3 separate regions of the Mus musculus genome follow, and regions 1 and 3 are each linked to region 2. The links are chromatin contacts, called in public promoter capture Hi-C maps. All regions are on one chromosome and are shown on one strand. Each heading gives the region's core, a stretch centred on a gene start, on an enhancer-like site or on the middle of the called end of the contact. The rest is flanking DNA. Distances are from core to core; before and after follow the strand shown.

Evidence for each region. Promoter capture Hi-C pulls out the DNA fragments that hold promoters and counts their contacts. Capture Hi-C pulls out chosen DNA fragments and counts their contacts.
Region 1: a contact with region 2 is called in a promoter capture Hi-C map of epiblast stem cells, with 4 times the contacts expected there. The contact joins the enhancer-like site here to the promoter of Fbxo27 in region 2. A contact is called at or near these places in 7 of 39 promoter capture datasets (the 3T3-L1 cell line, the C10 cell line, the HPC-7 cell line and 4 more), 1 of 115 datasets of contacts at active chromatin or transcription factors (forebrain) and 2 of 9 other capture datasets (embryonic stem cells and pancreatic islet).
Region 3: a contact with region 2 is called in a promoter capture Hi-C map of adipose tissue. The contact joins the promoter of Gmfg here to the promoter of Fbxo27 in region 2. A contact is called at or near these places in 4 of 39 promoter capture datasets (cranial neural crest, embryonic stem cells and neural stem cells), 1 of 15 datasets of contacts at CTCF or cohesin (the NIH/3T3 cell line), 2 of 484 Hi-C or Micro-C datasets (bone marrow-derived macrophages and embryonic stem cells), 17 of 115 datasets of contacts at active chromatin or transcription factors (the SCID.adh cell line, bone marrow-derived macrophages, effector CD8 T cells and 9 more) and 4 of 9 other capture datasets (adipose tissue, embryonic stem cells, liver and 1 more).

Annotation. Positions count from the first base shown.
Region 1 is chr7:28,488,988-28,493,619 of GRCm38.p6, forward strand. No RefSeq gene overlaps it. Among named protein-coding and RNA genes, the nearest start is that of Ifnl2, 19 kb to the right of the region's middle. Within about 2 kb of position 1,589, at least 27 of the 459 cell types and tissues checked have an H3K27ac peak or open chromatin away from gene starts, as enhancers often do. A contact at or near this core is called in embryonic stem cells and epiblast stem cells, where this site is marked.
Region 2 is chr7:28,690,873-28,695,444 of GRCm38.p6, forward strand. It overlaps Fbxo27 (F-box protein 27), which reads left to right and starts at 2,272. Exons shown (of 5, transcript NM_001163702.1): 1 at 2,272-2,778; 2 at 3,859-3,970; 3 at 4,134-4,229. The coding sequence starts at 2,424.
Region 3 is chr7:28,438,380-28,442,716 of GRCm38.p6, forward strand. It overlaps Gmfg (glia maturation factor, gamma), which reads left to right and starts at 2,558. Exons shown (of 7, transcript NM_001039192.2): 1 at 2,558-2,662; 2 at 3,055-3,151; 3 at 3,290-3,339. The coding sequence starts at 2,660.

The DNA of each region.
Region 1 (4,632 bases), core at 339-2,838, 200 kb before region 2:
TTTATGCCTATGATTATGCAGACTCCTCAAGATAACCCGATACAGTGCTGTCTGTGTTGAAATGTCAGTGTAAACAGCAAGCCATCCTTACAGCTCCTACATACACACAAACACAGATCCACACCACACAGACACACAGGTACATACATAGACAGACAGACAGACAGACAGACACACACACACACACACACACACACTGGCATTCTGAGTTAGGATCTCATATAGCCTAGACTAGCCTCAAATCCACCATGTAGCTGAGGAGGACCTTGAACTCCTAGTATTCCTGCCTCCAATTTCCAAATGCTTGCCGGGTAATTCAGGCACTCCCACCATGCCCTGCTTAGAGTTTGTTTGAGACAGGGTTTTTCCTTGGGTATCATAGAACGCCTGATCCTCCTGCTTCACCCTCTTAATCTCTGGGATTACAGAGGTTCAGCATCACTGCAGAGACACCCCCCCCCCACACACACACACAACCTGATCTGTTGTGATGTGTGTGATTGAGTGCCCTGAGGTCACATGACTCTACAGAACTCCTTCACATTGGTTGAGTTGAGGTCACAGGACTGCAGAACTACTTCCCAGATGCCAGGGCCCTGGACTTCCAAGAGGAAAAATGGGTGTCATCAGAGTGCAACAGGTTATCCCTGTGGAGGGCAAATGTGTGGGTTTTCTTTTTTTTTTTTTTTTTAATGTAGAAATGGGTGATTTTTTTTTTTAAGATTTATTTATTTATTTTATTATATGTAAGTACACTGTAGCTGTCCTCAGACACTCCAGAAGAGGGAGTCAGATCTCGTTACGGATGGTTGTGAGCCACCATGTGGTTGCTGGGATTTGAACTCCTGACCTTCAGAAGAGCAGTCGGGTGCCCTTACCCACTGAGCCATCTCACCAGCCCAATGTGTGGGTTTTCAATGTGATACTTCTTGGTTCCATCAGGCTTGTATGGTAATTTATTACTTTTACCTGTTGAGCCATCTTGTTGGCCCTAGATATTCATTTATTTATTTAGTGTGTGTGTTCATGAAACCTTGGTTTCTGTCCTTCTCTTCTCTTCTCTTCTCTTCTCTTCTCTTCTCTTCTCTTCTCTTCTCTTCTCTTCTTTTCCTTTTTTAGCAAGAGTTCCTCGCTGGACTGCTATTAAACAAGTAGGCTAGGTTGGCTGGCCAGCAAGCCCCAGTTTATCTTCTTCTCTTCCCTAGCTTTTTTATGCCGGTGTTGAGGGTCTAACCCTTATTCAGCAAGCACTTTGCTGGCTGACCCATCTCCCCAGGCCTCTTCCTCCTTTGAGAGGTCTTATTCCTTATTTCATTACCTTCCTAACTTCTGTGTGCTGGAATTACTGATCCATTCTGCTATCATGGCTCAGAATCCTTGCTTCTCTGAATTCTCTCTCCCTCCCTTCCTCCCCTTCTTTCTCCCTCTCCCTCCCCCCCCCCCTTTGTTTACTCAGTGTAGTCCTGGCCGGCTGTTCCAGATCTCATTCTATAGATCAGGTTGGCCTCACTCGCTGCCTATGCCTCCCGAGTGCTGGGATTGAAAGCACGAGCCAATACTGTCCATCGCCTCTTGGTATTTTCAATCGATGATTGGTTGAGTCCACACCTATTAAAAGACACCCCGCCCCCTCTCTGTATTATTCTTTGTAGAGTAGAAACTTGGCCAACCTGGCCAGTAGAGGGTGCTACAGGGACACTGGCAGTAACGAAGGTGGCCGGTCAAGCAGTAAGGATTCTGGCCCTCTGGTTTCTTTAGGTGGCAGGACAGGGATACACTGAGATGAAGAAGGGGCAGCTGTCTTGGCCATGTCCCTGACGCCACACGCTTAGCTGGCTAGAGTGTCTCTAGATGTCTCTGTGAAGCTAGCCTAGTGATTGTTTTTAGGTCCTGTCCCAACTCCGAGGGGACATATGCTGAGGTGGAGGGCCGTGGCATGGGGGTGCGGTCGGGAGACTAAAGAAGCCTTCTTCCCACCCAGCTGCCTCAAGCTGCCCGTGCGCTGCCCGTGCGCTGCTGGAGGCTCCTGCCGAGGTCCTCCTGAACTTCACACAGTTAGCGGCACCCTGCTCTAGGCGCCCTCCCACCTGCCTTGCCTGTGGGCATCTAGGGATCCTTTTGTGTTACCAGTTGACTAGGAGAACTTTGCCCTGGTGGTGGCGCTCTGATATCCCATCAGGTTCTTTTTCTTTTTTCTTTTCTTTTCTTTTCTTTTTTTTTTTTTTTTTTATCCGAGACAGGGTTTCTCTGTGTTGCCCTGGCTGTCCGGGAACTCACTTTGTAGACCAGGCTGGCCTCGAACTCAGAAATCTGCCTGCTTCTGCCTCCCAAGTGCTGGGATTAAAGGCGTGTGCCACCATGCCTGGCTCTTTTTCTTTCTTTCTCTTTTGCTTGTTTGATTTTGTTTTGTTTTGTTTGTTTGTTTGTTTTGTTTTGAGACCGGCCTTCTCTGTGTACCCCCTTGGTGTTTCTTAATAATGCATTATATTACCTTCTTCTGTTTAGCAGAGCAGGTGGCCCCTGTGCCCCGCGTGTACTTAGATCCATTTAGCTATTGGTACATGCCGTATAGACACACAAAAAGCACATGGTCTGTACCCTCTATGTCAGCCAGTCTCCTGTGGCTATAACACAAAGCTGAAGACTGGGTACTTGATAAAGAAAAAAGGTTTACTTTGCCTATATTCCTAAAGGCTAAAAGGCCAACATTCGGGCGTGCTATGTGTTTGGCCTCTGTTGCAGATCCCCTTGGCGGTATCACAACAGGGCAAAGAAATGGAAAGAGAAACAGCCTCTTAGGAACAGCTTAATGCACAGGGAAGCTTGCTTCCCAGCAGCACGCTCCTGGAGAACAAACACATCCCGGAGACCAGCATTGTTTCTTACTAGGCCCAACCGGACACACGTTTTACTGTGTGTGTCTTCTTGTCTATCCACCCCTCCCCCACTAGACTGTGGGCTGCAAGGGACCCACACCAAGTAGGTCCATGTTAAATTCCCAGGCCTAAAGTCGTGCTTAGCACATAATGATTGCTTAATATAGGTGCTTTTACTCCTAATTAAAATTTGAGTGTAGCAGAAACTTCCTTCCTGATTTTCTTGTTGGTTTATGTTTATGTTTATGTATGTATGATGTATGTGTGACATATGTGCAGGTGCCTGGACACATGTGCACGATCATTGGAATCCAAAGGAAGGCACTAAGTGTCCTCTGCTCTCAGTCTGTGCCTTATTTCTTTGACACAGGGTCATTGGACCCAGAGTGTTGATGTGCTCGGCTGGTATCCAGCAAGCTACTGTTGCCTGTCTTTATTACCCTACACCCAAGCCAGCATTGACGTTCTTTGTCTTTTAGGTGGATCCTGGGAATCTGGATTCAGATCCTAGTGCTTTCTCAGTAAGCATTCTTACCTACTCAGTCAATTTCCTTATCCCCTGTGGTGGTTTGAAAGTCTTTGGCCTATAGGGAATGGTACCGTTAGGAGGCGTGGCCTTGTTGGAGGAAGTGCGTCACTGTGGGGGGTGGGCTTTGGAGGTATCCTCCTATGCTCGGGCTCCACCCATTGTGGGAGAGAGCTTCCTTTTAGCTGCCTAAGGGTGCCAGTCTCTCCTGGTTGCCTTCGGTCAAGATGCAGAACTCTCAGCTCCTTCTCCAGCACCGCATCTGCCGAGACACAGCCATGCTCCCTACTGTGATAATAATAGACTGAACCTCTGAACCTGTAAGCCAGCCCCAGTTAAATGTTGTCCCTTTAAGAGTTGCCTTCAGGGCTGGAGAGATGGCTCAGTGGTTAAGAACACTGACTGCTCTTCTGAAAGGTCCTGACTTCAATTCCCAGCAACCACATGGTGGCTCACAACCATCTGTAATGGGATCTGATGCCCTCTTCTGGGGTGTCTGAAAACAGCTACAGTATACTCGTATAAATAATAAATACATAATAAATAAATAAATAAATAAATAATATTTTTTTAAAAAAGGGTTGCCTTGGTCATGGTGTCTCTTCTCAGCAATGGGAACCCTAACTAAGACATCCTCCACTTCCTTATTTATGTATTTACTTTGGAGTCAGGGTCTCACTGCATAGCTCTGATTGACTTGGAATTAACTATGTGTGTCAGGCTGGTTTCAAGCTCAGAGATTCACCTACGTCAACCTCTGTAGTGCTAGGACAAAACTCATGTGCCATTGAACCTGATAATCCCCCACTTAAAAAAATAATTTATTTTTATTCTATATCCATTGGTGTTTTGCCTGCATGTATATCTGTGTAAGAGTGTCATAAGCCCTGGAATTGGAGTTACAGACAGTTGTAAGAGTTGTCATGTGGGTGCTGGGAATTGAACCCAGGTTCTCTGGAAGAGCAGCCAGTGCTCTTAACTGGTAAGCCATCTCTCCAACATCCCCACTCCCCCCTCCCCTTTTTTTTGAGACAGGGTTTTTCTGTGTCATTCTGGCTGTCCTAAAACTCACTCTGTAGACCAGGCTGGCCTTTGGACTCAGAAATCTGCCTGCCTTTGCCTCCTGAGTGCTGGGATTAAAGACTTGCGCCACCACTACCCAGTTAGCTCCACCCATTCAAACTTATAAAGCTGTATGGGTTGGTGTGACGTGTCAGCAGCAAAGCCACT
Region 2 (4,572 bases), core at 1,022-3,521:
ACACAGACATACCACACATTAAACACAAGCAGACACACACAGAAACAGACATGCACACAAGTTGCTTATCATGTCTGCCTATTTTATTGGTCATGTGTCTCCCTCTATAAACCAAGCTCAGTGCGCAAGCACAGAAGCCAGATATAGTTTTCTTTGTTGATACTTAGTAGCATGCCTCCTGCTCTCGTTGATACTTAGTAGCATGCCTCCTGCTCTCATTGATACTTAGTAGCATGCCTCCTGCTCTCGTTGATACTTAGTAGCATGCCTCCTGCTCACTGGACAGAGCTGACAAACAGGTGAAAAGGTCAGCTCAGGGACATTGGTAAGGTCCTGAAACACTTGCCCCTCCGGAGGGGAGAGGCTAATTAACATTCCTCTGACCACGGGGCAGGAACCGACCTGCAGGTAGGGACACATTCCGCAGGACGGACTACTGCCCACCTTCAGACAAGGGATGTCCTTGTTACCTCATTCGCTAAAGACCAATCAGTTTAAAGGGTGCACTGTTCTGCCAGTCATATTGTGCCTAGTTGCTGATGCTCTGCCCCTGGAAACCATATAAAAACTCCTTGAATGGATGCTGGGGGTCACCACCTCTCCTTCGGGTCTGGGACAATCCCAGTGCACTGGAACAATAAATTCCTCTTGCTTTTTGCATCGATCCCAGCTCCACGTGGTTCACTCAGGGGCTCCCCGGAGTCTTACACAGGTTAAAATAAAAGATAAACAGGGTATGGTGACACTTGCCTGCAATTCCAGTTCTCCAGAGGTAGAAGATCAGTGTCATGCTTGGCTACTTAGTGAGTTCAAGGACAGCATGGGCTCTACCTGAGTCTCAGTTGAAAAGTAGGGCTGGAGAGATAGATGGCCAATTTCCCCAAAGGACCTGGGTTTAACTAGCATCACAGGTGCTCTCGACCACATGTAACTCCAGTTCCAGGGAATCCTGAAAATACCTCCTCTGACCTCCCCAGATACCAGGCACAAACATGGTGGAGACATAAATGCGGGCAAACCTCCATACACATAAAACTATTTTTTTTTTTTCGAGACAGGGTTTCTCTTTTAGCCCTGGCTGTCCTGGAATTCACTCTGGAGACCGGGTTGGCCTCAAACTCATAAATCCACCTGCCTCTGCCTCCCAAGTGCTGGGATTAAAGGCATGCGCCACCACTGCCCGACAGAGCTGGTCATAGTAATACATGTCTTTAGTCCCAGCACTCAGGAGGCAGAGGCAGGCAGGTCTCTCAGTTTGCGTACACAGTGAGTTCCAGGCTAGCCAGCCCTACAAAGTGAGACCCTGTCAAAAAAAAAAAAAAAAAAATCTGGAGCTAGACCCACTCACTAACACTACTAGTCACTTAGGAAGGTCACGGCCTCTAAGAGCCTCGGTTCCTTTTCTGTGTTAAGATGTTCGGGGAGCTGACGAGATGGCTCATTTCAAAGGTCCTGAGTTCAAATCCCAGCAACCACATGGTGGCTCACAACCATCCAGAATGAGATCCGATGCCCTCTTATGGTGTGTCTGAAGACAGCTACAGTATACTTATGTATAATAATAAATCTTTGGGTTGGAGCAAGCAGAGACTCAGCAGGTCGATCAGATCGAGCAGAACCTACCAGAGCAAGCAAGGCTGACCGGGGCAAGCAGAAGTTCTAAAAGTTCAGTTCCGGACAACCACATAAAGGCTCACAACCATCTGTACAGCTACAGTGTACTCACATACATAAGATAAATCTCTTTTTAAAATGTGCTAAGTTGCCGAAGTTCGAAACTGTAAGCTTCAGCTGATGCTTTCGATTAGCGGGGTCATTGTTGTCCTCTAGAGCCTGCTTTTTCTTGTAAATCGCGGATGACTGGATGATTGTCTGGGATTAAGGTCACGGACTGCACAAGGCGTTTAGGGGTGGAGCCTTCCACTTGGATGCCTACCCGAAATAATAGTTGTTACCAGATGCCAGGCGTCCACTGCGGATTTAGGGTCACTCCAAGTGTTGGATTGGTTGCTGAACCGCTAGGACTGTGCCAGAGCCCTGGCCTAATCTGTGTCCTCAGGTGGATTCCTAAACTGTCCACCAGTCCTAAGCCGGAAGGAGGTGGGGTCTGGATCCACAGGGCTGGACATTCGGCGAATCTCAGAGAGGTTTCGCCTGGGAAGGATAGTATTAGGCAAAGCTATAGCTATGCGGTCCTCCAGGCCGCGAAGGGGAGCTGGCAGGGGTGCCGGTGAGCACCAGCGGGCTGGGAGGAGGGTAGGCTTTGGGGACAGAGAGGCGGTAAGGGACGTGGGAGACAGTGGATGGCTTCGGGGATGTTAGTCTCGGGGTGGACGGCTGCAAAGCCTGGCAGCAGAGGCTGCTAATCACTAACATCTAACCCCTCTTCTCCTGCAGTCCCAGCCAAGCGGGGCGCGGGGACCATGGGTGCCTGGATATCCAGGACCCGGGTCCCGACGCCGGAGCCCGACCCCCAGGAGGTCCTGGACCTGAGCCGTCTGCCCCCGGAGCTGCTCCTGCTGGTACTGAGCCACGTGCCCCCGCGCACGCTGCTGATGCACTGCCGCCGAGTGTGCCGCGCCTGGCGCGCCCTGGTAGATGGCCAGGCCCTATGGTTGCTGCTGCTGGCCCGTGACCACAGCGCAGCGGGCCGCGCCCTGCTGACACTAGCCCGCCGCTGTCTGCCCCCTGCCCACGAAGACACGCCCTGCCCGCTGGGCCAATTCTGCGCACTGAGACCGCTAGGACGCAACCTCATCAGCAACCCCTGTGGCCAAGGTGAGGCGCTGAGAAGGCGGGGCCTAGAGGAAGCCTAGGGGCGGGACCAAGAGAGAACTGTAGCACAAAGGGCGGGGCCCCAAGAATGCTAATGGACAGAGCCAAGAAGGAATCCCCCGGAAGGTATTAAGGGCGGGGTCACGGGATATTTGTAGGCTGTGAGACCAGAAGGAAACCAGTGAGAGGATAGGGCGGAGTCACAAGGTATGAAATGGGCGGGGCCTAGAGTTAAACCAAGAGGCAGGTCTACAGATGTAGCAGAGGGAGGGGCTAGAAGTGGGGTCACACTTGACCCAGTTAGAGTAGCTGGAATCACCTGACCTACATAAGAGAGCGGTAGAGGGGACCAAACAGCATATCTTCTATCTGAGAGACAGGATGCACAGAGAGGCACCAAGAGCAATTAAAATCAACACATAAATATCTTTTGTTTCATTGGCTTTTACATTTTAACAATTTATTTTCGTCCCTGCGCCTGGAGTTTCAGGAGACTAAGCCTCATGGCTTGGGAGCTGGGAACTGACCCCAGGTCCTCTAGAAGAGCAGTTACAAATTTTTAAATTTTGTTAGTATATTTTGTTTTTGTTGTTGTTTTGCTTTTTGTTTTTGCGGGTTGGAAAGATAGCTCAGCGGCTAAGAGCTGCTCCTCCAAAGGACCTAAGCTCAGTTCCAAACACTCAAGTGGAGACTCACAACCATCTGTAACTCAAGTCTCAGGGAGACCACCCTTTCTTCTGGCCTCTGGAGAGAGGGCATATATACATAGTCTGCAGACATAAACTTTTAATTTTTTAAAATTATTTTGGTGTGTTGTTAAAAGGCTCAAGTCTCGCGTACAGGTGGTAGGTGCTCAGCGGCCAACTTTGTATCCACAGTTCTCTCCTTGTATTTCTGCGTGAAGTCTGATGATTAATTAGGCTAAAGTTTTCCCACTGAGCCGTCCTTCCTGCCTGCTCAGGTTTCCGATTCTTTTCAAACCTGAGGGGTGGAGGAGGGGCGGCGCAGCTTCAATTCGACCACATTCCTAAAGCCTTTGCGTCCCTGGTACTGCGATTGCCTCTACTGTTTTTTTCTCTACAGAAGGCCTGCGCAAATGGATGGTGCGGCACGGTGGGGATGGATGGGTGGTGGAGAAGAACAGGAAACCTGTACCTGGGGCCCCTTCACAGACCTGCTTCGTGACTTCCTTCAGGTGAAAACCCTCCCCGCCCCCCCCCCCCGTGTTCCCCGCCCCCCCCGTGTCGTCGTCGTCCCCCGTTCCCCCCCCCCCGTCCCCCCCTCACCCTGGGTCAGAGACCTTGAAGAAAGACCTGCGGGTTCTCACGGACCAGCCAACCGCTGTCTCACCTTCCTAGCTGGTGTCGCAAGAAGCAGGTCGTGGACCTGGTGGAGAAGGGTCTGTGGCCAGAGCTGCTGGACAGTGGTGGTGTGGAGATTGCTGTCTCTGACTGGTGAGTCTGGGCACAGGAAAAGCCCGTTAGTAAGCACTGGGGCCCACGGCACACACTTGTAATCCCAGCACTTGGGATGCTGAAGCAAAAGGATGTCATAGGTGAGCTCAAAGCCAGTGAGTGCTCCATGGAGTCAGGCTGCCTGTATCCAGATGTCTGTAAGAGTGTCCGTTCTCTGTACAGAGTCTTTATTGGAGCTTCCTGGATTGACTAACCAATTAGCTGCTTGCCCCTGTGGTTAACCACAGCCTCTAGGCCAACTGACATTAACTCACAACCCTAAATTACACTATGGCTTTTTCTAAAGTGACCAAATTTGACCTATGCCTGTCTGTGGACCTGG
Region 3 (4,337 bases), core at 1,308-3,807, 250 kb before region 2:
GACCAGTGATGGGACCTGCCCATTATTAAAAAGGGGAGCCAGCACAGAAAGTCAAGTGGAGCAAGAACTTAGAAATATTTTTTTTATTTCTTCACTAAAATACATATGGTTTTCTCATAAGTTACTTTGCCTTTATTTCTTCTTTATAGAACAGGTGGCTTTATGAATTGATTTTTTTTCCAAAATTTGGGCATATAAATAGGTCACATTACCCAGGAATTGTTTCAAGGGAAGGGGAACTTGTGTATCTGTGTGGGACACTCATGAGATCAAAAGGCCAGGCCCTGTGTATGATAATGCCTGCTCTCACTGAGCTACACATAACCCCTCAATGCCCATTTGTTTATTTTATCAGATTTTCTAGAGTTTGTGTTTGTTTGGTTTTGGGGTTTTGGTTTTTTTGAGAAGGGCTTTTCTGTGTAGCCATGGCTATTCTGAACTCACTGTATAGACCAGGCTGACCTCAAACTCAAAGATCTGCCTGTCTCTGCCTCCAGGGTGCTGGGATGAAAGATGTTCACAGCTACTTCTCCGCTGCCAGTGCTCTTAACTGGTTCTAGATGGCGAGCTATCTCTGGAACACCTGTTTTTTGATGTTGCTTTTTTTTTTTTTTTTTTTTTTTTTTTTTTGAGACAGGACCTTGTGTATGCCCAGGCTGGCTTCACTGTAATCCAGGTTGGCCTCAAATTTGCTATGTAGCCAAGGTTGTCCTTAGCTCTTGATCTCCTGTCTTTCTTTGCCTATCAAATTCTAAAATTAAAGAACTGGCTCTGTTTTGTTGTTTTTGACAAAAAGCTGAGCTATGTAGCTCAGAATGGCCTGCAGGTCCCCATCCTCCTGCTTCTGGCTCCCCAGTGCTGGAATTGCAGGCACACATCATCGTGCTCAGCTAGAATCTCCTGTGTCCTTTTACATTTCTCATTAGAGTTTATTTGTTTATGTTTGTGCATGCATGAACACGCCACGTCCCACTTGCGGAGGTCAGAGGACAATTTGTGGGAATCAGTTCTCTCCTTCCATGTGGGTTCAAGGAATGAATTCAATTTTTCAGGCTTGGTAGCAAGTACCTTTACCTTCTGAGCCACCTCACCGGCCCTATTTTGGTCTTTTGGTATGCAGTGTCTCTGTGTAACACTGGCTCTTCTGGAGTTCACTGTTGTCACCTAGGTTGGCCTCAGACTTGGCAATCCTGACTGCTGGAAGATATCTATATCTATCAATGTATATTATGTATTATGTTATATAATTAATAAACATTGCAATTATATTTAAATTGGGGGCTGGAGAGATGGCTCAGCAGTTAAGAGCACTGACTGCTCTTTCAGAGGTCCTGAGTTCAATTCCCAGCAACCACATGGTGGCTCACAGCCACCTATAATAAGATCTGATGCCCTCTTCTGGTGTGTTTGAAGACAGCTACAGTATACTCACATAAATAAAATAAATTTTAAAAATTTAAAAATTAAAAAAAAATTATATTTGAATTGTATAGATTTAATTAAATATATTTAGTTATATATTTATAATTATATTATATACACATATATAATAGTATATAGATGTATATATAAACATACATATTACATATATATACTTATTACATATACATACTTATTACACACACATGTATTACACACACATATATATATACATATAATAAGCTGTAACTGTTTGGGCCTTTTCTATGCCTACCCTTGCTCCCAAATAACACAGAGACCATTATATTTATTTAATAGCTTTGGCCTTAAGCTAGGCGTGTTCCCAAATAGCTTGTAACTCAATTATTCCATTTATACTAATCTAAGTTCTGCTATGTGACTTGTTACCTCTCCTCGGTTTCATACAGTCCATTTCCTCCATGTCTACCACGATTGATTCTTTTCCAGAGTTGCTTTCTCTGTCCAGAAGTCCCACCTTGCTCTTCTGCCTTTTGCTATAGGCCATAGGCTTTTTATTTTAACCTATCAGAGGACACCTGAGGTAGGCAAGGAAGGACAGAGACACATCTTGACACAGTATACAAAAACATCACTCCAACAATAGGCCACCATTTTCATGGTAGCATTTATTAATTTTTGAGACAGGGTTTCTCTATGTAGCCTGTCACTGCTCTAGAGGCAGTGGGACCTGGGAGAATGGAGTTAGTAGAATGGTTGAATTTAGCAGTGGGTGACAGCAAACTTTAATCCCAGCACTTGGGAGACAGAGACGGGCTGATCTTTGAGTTCAACGCCAGCCTGGTCTATAAGAGAGGACCTATACAGAGAGACCCTGTCTTGAAAAAACAAGAAAATAAAGAATAAACGTGTTTTCCACAGTACCAGACTTATTTCCTCTTTTTAGGCATCTCTATCTGGGAGATAGGTGAAGTTTTTTTCTCTTCACAGCAATCCCAGACCAGAGTTGCAAATTTAACTAGGGCCACAGTGAGGCAGTATTCGAACCCCCATCTTAGTGACTGAAAAGCCTCACAGGTTCTGACAGATGCAGGGAAGGAAGGAAGGGGAGGAGCCCTTTGTGACAGTTGTCCTAGGCTAGGCATAAACAGGATGTGGTGTTAGAGGAAAGCTTCCCCCTTTCATAGCCCATCCCTCTCAGCCTGGGGTCCCCACCCCTAGAAGACAGAGGAACTGAGAAGAGGCCTAAGGACAGAAAAACATGGTCAGAGGGCCTGGGTGACAAGGAAGGGTGAGGGGGCCGAGTTCAGGGTGACCTGGATGGAGGTCAGATGGGGGATGAAGGTCACAGGCAGGAAGGGAAGGGACCCAGTCTTGACAAAGCTTGGTCGTAGAGGTAGAGGCCTCAGGCAAGCAGATGCTTAGGTCTTTTGGAGTAATCCAAGGGAATCCTCCAGGAAGGTGGTACCTGGCCCCTGTGTGTCCCTCGGAGCTGAACTGTGTGTCTTAGTAACTGCCTCCCTATCCAGGTGTTTGCCAAAGGCCACTCATCTAGGCTAGTTTCAGCGTCTTCATTGACTTACGAAGATACTTGGGTCAGGAAAGGGGCCAGGTTAGAAGCTAAGCCGGCTCAGCTCTTCCCTGTCCCATTGGCAGTCGGACTCCCTGGTGGTGTGTGAAGTGGACCCGGAGCTAAAGGAAACATTGAGGAAATTTCGTTTCCGAAAAGAGACCAACAATGCCGCCATCATAAGTCAGTGACCTCTGCCCTCTCAAGGGTGGCACGGGGGGGGGGGCTGTCGGGGGGGGGGGAACAGCAAGGCAGGGAAGTCTGGGCTGGTGTCCCCTGGAATGGCGAGGGGTCTGTAATCTGTGTTCTATCCCTCCCCAGTGAAAGTGGACAAAGACCGGCAGATGGTGGTGCTGGAGGATGAACTCCAGGTGAGGGGCTGGGATTCTGGACATTCCAAATACAGGAAGATGTCTGGGGACAAAGTTGGGAGGGTGCGCCAGGGTTGGATCAGCTACCTCATAAACAGGGCACCGTGACACATGCTTTTCTAATGCTGGCACTCTAAGGGTGCAGAGAGAGGGACCAGGATTCAAGGTCATTCTTGGCTACAGTGTTAAGTTGGAGGCTAGCCTGGACTACACAAGACCCTGTATCAAAAAGCCAAATAAGGCTGGGTGTGGTGGCACTGACTTTTAATACCCCAATGCAAGAGATAGAAGCAGGCAGATTTCTCTGTGTGCTTGAGGCCAGCCTGGTCTACAGAGTGAGTTCGAGGGCAAAAAAAAGCCAGGTGCTTCAGTTAGGGTCACTATTGCTGTGATGAACCACTACGACCAAAAGCAAGTTAGGAAGAGAAGGGTTTATTTGGCTTACATAGCCTGAATCACAATCCACTGAGGAAAGTCAGGGCAGGAACTCAAACGTGACTGGCACCTGGAGGCAGGAGCTGATGCAGAGGCCATGGAAGAGTGCTGCTCACAGGCCTCTCGTGGCGTGGTCAAACTATTTTCTTATAGTACCCGGGGCCACCAGCCCAGGAGTGGTATACCCACAATGGAGCTATGTTCCTATATCACTAAAGAAAGTGCCCTATAAGCCGGGCGTGGTGGCGCATGCCTTTAATCCCAGCACTCGGGAGGCAGAGGCAGGCGGATTTCTGAGTTCGAGGCCAGCCTGGTCTACAGAGTGAGTTCCAGGACAGCCAGGGCTATACAGAGAAACCCTGTCTCAAAAAAACCAAAAAAAAAAAAAAAAAAAAAAAAAAAGTGCCCTATAGACTTGACCTAAATCTGATCTAATGGAGGCAATTTCTCAATAGCGGTTCTCTCCCCTTGAATGACTATAGCTTGTGTCAAGTTGACACAAACTAGCCAGCACAGGAGTTAAATAAAAAGAAAAGGTTGGGAGGACAACTGTACAGAGCTCT